Regions from separate parts of the Mus musculus genome. Here region 1 is linked to region 2. The links are chromatin contacts, called in public capture Hi-C maps. All regions are on one chromosome and are shown on one strand. The core of a region is the stretch at or near the end of the contact, and the rest is flanking DNA. Distances in the headings are between cores, read along the strand shown. Region 1 holds the start of Adam8 (a disintegrin and metallopeptidase domain 8). Region 2 holds the start of Adgra1 (adhesion G protein-coupled receptor A1).

Region 1 (3,837 bases), core at 768-3,267, 160 kb before region 2:
ACTATATAAATACACGTGTCCTTTACAGAATCCAGTTTTAAACACCTGCCCTAGGAGGGTCTGGGGAGTGAGGAAGTGTTTGGAGGAATGACAAGTAGAGGCAGCCCTTGGCTATTGGCTCTATGTAGATGTATATGGTGGGTGCCTGGTCAGGACTGGCTCGCTAAGTAGAGCCCCCAGCCCCTTTCCTGGGGTGCTTGGTTCTTCAACCACACAGTTTCTTCTGGTCTGCAGCATGTCCAGGCTTGCCTTAGTAAACATCTATCTGACAACCCAGCATTGTTAGAATGAATGCTACACCGAGCAGAGGAGCTTACCTGCCTGTCTCCAGGAGCCCAGAAAGCCATGTCCCTGGACGATGACCTGCAGCTCCCAGGTTTGTGTGGGGTGCAGCTCCAAACCCTCAAAAATACCTGCTGGGTGAAGTTAGGAGTAAGTTGAGTCTGTCTTTCCTGATGGAGTGTGTACCCATCATTTCCAATGTATTTCTGCCAGTGTGAGACAAAATTCGCCCTACTTGGTCCCAATTTTTGATTATACACTGTTCCTCCATCTTCACTATGGGCAGTTGGACTTACAAGACAATGGTTGCTACTGGCAACAGGTTTTGATTTTGCCTTTGATTTGACTAAGAACACATTTCCTTGAACTTTCGCTGTCACCTAACTTGCAGTGTAAGAGTATTTAAGATCCTGTGTATGTGGAAGTCAGCCTTACCCGAGAGCTCTGGCTGCTGCCTACCTATTACAGCCTCGCAGTGAACACTGTGCTGATGCCTCAGGCAGCGGGTTGCTGCTGAGATTCCTAAGCCATTGCTACATTTCTGACCTTATCCACAAGGGTAGAAGAGTGACAGTAGCATGTGTGCCCCAGCTTAAATTCTTAGGTACGATCTAAGACTCCAACCCAACCCTGTAGTTTCCCATTATGGTCGAGCTGTCAGGCTCTGTTGGTAGTTTGGGTGTCTCCCTTTCCTCTTGGGTTACTTATCCCTTGTGGGGTAGAACTGTAAAGTCTGTGAGGTCTGACCACAGCTGTGCCCACAAGGATGTATAGCGAACAGTGCCACAAATAATAAACAGGCGTGACTACATTCCCAAGTGCCCTGGGTTCCCACAGTAACAGACCCACCTGGAGAAGCTGGAAGCCAGGCCATGGTAGGGGTGCTGAGAGCTCTGGCTCTGAGTCAGCTCTACCCTGAGGACATGAAAGACAGAATCCAGGAAAGGAGCCTGGTGCCTCGGGACCCCCTAACAGGTTAGGTAGGACCTCAAAGGATCAGTCAGGGGGCTGGCGAGATGGCTCAGTGGTTAAGCACGCCGACTGCTCTTCCGAAGGTCCCAAGTTCAAATCCCAGCAACCACATGGTGGCTCACAACCATCTGTAATGAGATCTGATGCTGTCTTCTGGAGTGTCTGAAGACAGCAACAGTGTACTTACATATAATAAATAAATAAATCTTAAAAAAAAAAAAAAGGATCAGTCAGGTTCCTCCCTGCATATGCCTCTCCAGTGAGGCCTCAGAAGCCTCGTGGAGCCGGGCAGGAGCTTTGGGAATGTCAGCTCCCACAAGTTGGTCCTGGGCCCACACTGCCTTTCTTGCCCCTGTCTGCATCTTTCAAGTGCCCAGAAAGTCAAAGGGTCCCCTTCTGAAATTTCAGGCTCATAAGTCACTTCCCCTCCAAAAGTCATCTTCCTCCAGCTAGACTCCACCCAGTTAGCACTCCCAAAGCTCTGCCATGGGAGGCAATCCCACAATCTCCCCACCAGGACTGGGAGCTTGTAGAACTGCAGAGTTGCTCAAATTGGTCTGTTTACCATCTCCATCTCCCATGAATTTTGTCCAAAATCATGGGAGATCAATAGGAGCTACCTAGAAGTTACTTCGGAGGGGCCTCTGTAACTCCAGACTGCCCTGGAGGCTGGTTGCTGCCAACTGGGTGTTGGTATAGAGGTGTGTACTTCTTGCCCCGCCTTGCTCCGCCCCGCGGTCCAGTGATTGGCCAGTTCCGATCAGTGGGAAGGGCACTCAGAAAGAAGTACCAGGCCAGTGATGAAGAGAGTACTTTGTGGAACCTCTAGGGTTAGTGTGCTCCAGATCCCATCATGCTTGGCCTCTGGCTGCTCAGCGTCTTATGGACACCAGGTGAGTGATGACTACTTGATTTCAAGGAGCCTATTCATTGCTTGGTGGTGTGCCTAGTGGCCATGTACCATGATCAGCTCACCTTGCCTCCCTGGAGTTGGTCTGGTCCCTGGGTATGGAGAAAGTAGGTAGGAACAGAAAAAGTCAGAATTGAGATTTTTTTTTTTTTTCAAAAGTGAAATGTGAGAGAAATTGTTTCCTGGGATTTTTCTTTTTTCATTGAGCTAGTTACAGGAACAGTAGTGACATCACTAGGCGTGGCACTTACAGGACAGCTTCCCTTGCTGCTGTAGGAGTCCCAGGCAGCAAGGTTCACCTTTGGGATCCTGGGGGATGCATAACTCTAGCTAGGCGGGGACAGAAGCTAGAGGCACGATGGTCCCAGTTCTCTAGCAGCATGGGATCCTGCCTCCCACTGGGAGGCTTGGTTTTCCTGTCCTGGGAGGACCCTGGCTGGAGTGGTCTCTTCTCTTACCTCTCAACCCTGGGGTTAAGTGGCTGTGCCCCTTGCCTATGCAAGAGATCAGCAGGTGGTCTCTAAAACTGGACCTGCCTACAGATAGGTGCTCTCTAAACCAGTCCCCCATCAGTTGTTGAGCAGGAAGTTTTCCGGTGGGAGAGAAAAGCCTGAGGGAGGGTGTGTGTTCATCAGTTAGCTACGATCATGTAGCTAAGGTCAACTCTAGATGTCTGGCAGGCAGACCATAGGGCCTACATGTGTTCTGCCTGTGTAGGTTCAAACAGGCACTGGGGAAGGGTGGGGTGAGTGGATGAGGTTCTTCTGGGGGCACTGTGCCCAGGTGTGCTGGGCTCAGACAGCTTGACTCTGGTGTGATGGAGCTGGTGGTTTAGGCACAAAGCTCTTATCTGGGCCATGGGGTCAGATCCCATTGCTGGCACTGAGCCTTGTGGTGAATACCCAGATAAAAGAGCTAACTCTGGCTAGACACTGCTGGACCTCTGACCCCCCTTTCTCCTGAAGCAGTAGCCCCTGGACCTCCTTTGCCCCATGTGAAACAGTATGAAGTGGTTTGGCCTCGGCGCCTAGCTGCATCCCGCTCCCGCAGAGCCCTGCCCTCCCACTGGGTAAGTCTACCCATTAGCCTGGCCACACAACCTGTGTCTTTAAAAGGACCGGCAGTCTCTGGAGGCTGCCCTGCGCAGCTCCAGAACTTCAACCTGTCTGTGCTTCTGGGCATGGCGATGGTCCTCCTGTGTTTACCACTTCCTCCTGCCTTCTGCTGCCCCGCCCCCAGAAAACAGGGTCCTAGGGCCCCCAAGGTAGCACTAGAGCCCACTCACTTCCTTGCTCCTTTTGAGACCATTGGCCCAGCCTGGAGAGGCCTCTCACCCAGGAAAGGTACAGCAGTTTGTGCTGCCCTGGGCCACTCCCCAGTTTCAGTTGGCAGTGGTTTGTTAGATTAGCCAGCAGCTGCTCACCCTAAAGCTATGTGTATGCATCAAGAACCTCTCAGCTTGGGATTTCCTGGAACTGGGAACTGAGAACAGCCTCTAGACCTCCAGGAAGATTCCTGGCCCTGTCCTTGTTTGGATCTTCAGGAAACATCTCTGCCTGGGCTTTCCTCTTTCCTGGTGTATGCTGTCCCTAAGGCGAGCTGGTTGTACACATGGTGTAGGAGTAAAAGGTCACAGAGTATGGAGCACACACCTGCTCTGAATCTCTGGCTGG
Region 2 (3,918 bases), core at 298-2,797:
ATGGATGGATGCCACTCTGTTGATTAAATGCTTCGACATTGCCGCGTGCCTTCAGCTAATTAGTATGAACAGCACCAAGTGAGCCAGTGAGCAGACAGACCCTGGCAGGCAGCCAGAGACTCAATGTAGCCAGACCCCACTGCCCCCATAGAGTTATCCCACCCCAGGACTGACACAGGCTGGACAGCTGCTAAGTGCCTAACCACCCCATAACTTACTTTCCTGCCCAGGCCTCCTCCACCTAACAGAGATGGTAGCCCCTGATCTGATGTGAACGGCAGGGTTTTGGTCAAAGCTTTAGGCCCCTTGGGCTGTGTACTCACCATGAGCCCTGCAGAGTTAGGGAGGCAAGCGCACTGATGGGGTTGCTGGCACCGACCACTATGTTGCACCCTTCTCCCCTCTAGCCTCCATGGCCATCTGGAAGGTCAAGTCCCACACAGTCACGGTCGAGCTCCTGGGAAGGCTACCTCAGAGTGACTGTGTCAAGATGAATGGGGATCTGCAGGCTGACCCACCTGCAAAGACAATGCATGGTCAGAGTGCAAGGGAGCCTGATACTGGTCAATACCCAGGTATACTCAGGGGGCACTCAGTCCCTTCCCAAGTTTGCCCCTTTCTGGCTCCTATGAACCTGGCCAGCCTGTTGGAGTCCTTAGCTCAGGCTTCATCTGAGGCACCCAGAGAGGTGGTAACAACCTGGGCTTTGGGACTTGGGAGGAAACCTGGCTCCTGGCAGCCGGAAAGCATCCCTTAAGTAGTCTCTGCTCGCCATCCCAACATAAGACCGTAACTTGGTTATTTCGGGCTGCACAAGCCAGACCAGCATTATCAATTGAAATCAAGAGAGTCAAATAAACCTGAGTAAATCTCTCAGTGCCCAGGAAGACCTGGCAGGCAGAAGCTGCTGCTGCCGCCTGATGTAGCTAGATCTTGAGGGCTGGCGTCTCCCGCATGGACATTCTTGCTTGGCTGGAACTATGTGGTCTTGCTAAGGCTCCAAGCTCTAGACTTACCCAAAGTTATTCAGAATCCACCTTCCCAACAGCAAGAGTGGCCGAATCTCTCACAGCGTTTCTGCTCCAGAAATGGCCCTCATGAGTGGACACTGTGGCCGGCCAGTAGCTTGGGCACAAGCCCTACCCCTCCCCTTCCCTTCTCAGACATCAGGAGAAAGCCACCCAACTTCTCACCTATTTTGGTAAAGGCAGCCGAAGAGGCACAGGTCTCCTGCTTCTCACAGGCGAGATGTGGCATGTCCCTCGTGCTAGGGAACAGCTTTCTATGACGAAAGGCATGAGATTGGAGCTTATAAGTGGAGTTATCAACAGATTGCAGGGCTGCAGCCTGGCGACTGGCTGTGGCCAGAGCACTGCGCTGGGGACGGAGCTCTGCACCCGGAGGGAGTGAGTCAGAGCCGAGAAGAGCAGGCATCCAATGCGCTCTCTGCAGGCAGTTTCCAGCTCTGGGTTGGGGGACGCCAGCCGCCTGCGCGCCGGATTTCTGCAGCAACAGCCAGGGGAATGAAGGACCGGCCGGGAAGCAGGAGCTGTAACCATGGGGACTGGGGGAGGCGCGGACCGCGGCAGCGCCGTGCCCTGGCTCCCTGCGGCAGAGCGGGAATGGTTCTTCCCAGCCCGGCGGCCGGCTGCCCGTCACACTGCAGAGTCGATTTAAAGAGACAACCGACCAGGGTTTGCTGCTTGCTTCCAACCGATTCAGACAACTCACATTAAAGCATTTTCCCCAAAAGGAGGACAGGATGATGTTATTTCATTTTAAAAAGAGATCCCTGTCTCTCGAGGGCTGCAGGAACAGGAAGGTGAAAACGGAAATTGATTTTGGAAGAATCTTCACAATCCATGTATTAAAATACTGTTCAAATCCAAATTTTCCGAAACTGAGGTGAAGACTGTGTGAGCATGAGTCAGCAGGGCTGCTCCTGTCTGTGGACATGGCCTGGCGGGGCAGAAAGTGTCTTCCCTAACCCCAGTGTTGAACCCTTCTCCAAGCCTGGGCCAAAGGACTGAGTGTTGAGAAGGAAAGTGTACAGAGGCGTGAGTCAGAGTCCAGCTCATCTGCTGTGGGATGGCTTGGCCCAGACTGGTTGCCTGAGGGGAGAGTTGGATCAGGTCAAGCTTTTTCACAAAGTTTATCCCCTTGGCAGATGTTGGCATGACATTGTGATTAGGAGACACCTGTTTGGGGACCATTCCCTTCCCTCTCCACCTGGCTCCTTTTCTTGTAGCACCTCCATCCCACCTAGCAACTTTGCTCTTCAGGTGCTGTTAAAGCTAGTGTCTACTCTAGGAGGCCCCTAGGTTCTTGCTACTCTGGAGTTTAAAGGATTGGAAGCTAGAGTTCCTGGGGCAGGGGAGGTAGTTAAAGGATCATAAAGATAGAATTAGACCCAGGGACATTGTGATTTTTGTTTTAGAAATCCTGTGGTGTGTAACCTCTGGGTGGGGTGTGGTCAACTCTCCTGTCCCAGTCCTCAGTGGGAACACTGAGCCCCGAACTTCAGATAAGGGACTTGACCCTGAGGAATTCTGTCTGCTCAGCACCCTATGAGTGATGGAGGCCTCCATGTGTTCTGAACTCTCAGAGTCTCTTCTCCAGGAACTGGAGGCCAGCCAAAGTCCCTGATGGATCCTGGATGATAGTCTTAGTCGGGTGGATAGGGAACGGGGCAGAAAGGAGAGCAGGAAGTATGTAGGGGGAGGTGGCTCTGAATCAGAGTAGGCTCTGACACTGGTCTTCTGCTCAGGGCTCCAGGTCTGTCACAGGTGGTCCAGGCCCTCAGGAGAGGCAGAAGAGGCCTGGCTACTGGCCCCTGGACTCTATGTACTGCGTGAGTGATGATTCTCAGCTTCTTCCTGGAGTGGCCAGAAGGAGTCTATCTCCTTGTATTGTGTAGCTGAAGTTTCCAAAAACAGAGCCCAAGGCCTGGCTTTATAAATACTCGGGCACTAAACCATTCATAATGGTCACATATGCCTCTCTACATTTGTGCCAGGGCCTAGGTTGGAGCTGCCCATGGAGGGCATCACTTCAGGCTTAGTCTCTGGGGTACCACTGGAGACAGGTGCCGTGATGACCTGCATGGTGAGCCATGTTTTATATCAGTGGTCCTCAGCCGTTCTAATGCTTCAACCCTTTAATACAGTTCCTCATGTTGTGGTGAACCCCAACCATAAAGTTATTTTTGTTGCTACTTTATAACTGTAGTTTTGCTACTGTTATGAATCACAGTATAAATATCTGTGTTTTCCTATGGTCTTAGGTGATCCCCATGAAAGAGTTGTTCAACCCCAAGGTTGAAAAGTTCCTAGTTGAGAACCCCTGTTCTATATCAACACAGAATCTTCGATGGTATGGGGAAACGGAGGCATGATATAGTCAGATGTACTTCTGGTTACCACCCAGCCTTTGCTGTTGCTCTGGGAGACCCCCTGTCCTATTTGCTAGACAGGCCACACTTGCTTCTTACTAGAAGCATAGCTGCCTGTGGATTGCCTTTTCTACATAAGAAAACCTGATATTTGTGGCTCAAGGCTCAGATCTCATATCTCTCAACACTGGGAGTAATGTAAATGACCCTGCAGTTAGGAACCTGCCCCTACACAAGGTTCCAAGAGGCCCAAGCTTTTTCTAGTCTGCTCCTCTGGGCATCTCCAGCTGGGTGGATTCTGTGTTGCTATGGGACACAGCCTGATCTCTGGGCATTATGGAGATAGTCATCGCAGAATAACTGCTAACTCTCCAAACTGGTCCAAGAGAGCACAGGAAAAGATCAAGGCTAGGACAAGACAATGAACTAACCCTCACCTGAGACCATGGGGATGCAGGCGATGAGGACCCTTACACAGCATAGGTAAAATCCCTCCATGTTGGGAAATGACAATCTCTGCCCCACAG

The links. Capture Hi-C pulls out chosen DNA fragments and counts their contacts.
Region 1: a contact with region 2 is called in a capture Hi-C map of embryonic stem cells, with 2.2 times the contacts expected there. The contact joins the promoter of Adam8 here to the promoter of Adgra1 in region 2. A contact is called at or near these places in 1 of 39 promoter capture datasets (embryonic stem cells) and 1 of 9 other capture datasets (embryonic stem cells).

Annotation. Positions count from the first base shown.
Region 1 is chr7:139,990,742-139,994,578 of GRCm38.p6, reverse strand. It overlaps Adam8 (a disintegrin and metallopeptidase domain 8), which reads left to right and starts at 2,017. Exons shown (of 24, transcript NM_001291066.2): 1 at 2,017-2,147; 2 at 3,133-3,233. The coding sequence starts at 2,108.
Region 2 is chr7:139,831,803-139,835,720 of GRCm38.p6, reverse strand. Adgra1 (adhesion G protein-coupled receptor A1) reads right to left here and starts at 1,547. Exons shown (of 8, transcript NM_177469.3): 1 at 1,194-1,547; 2 at 324-518.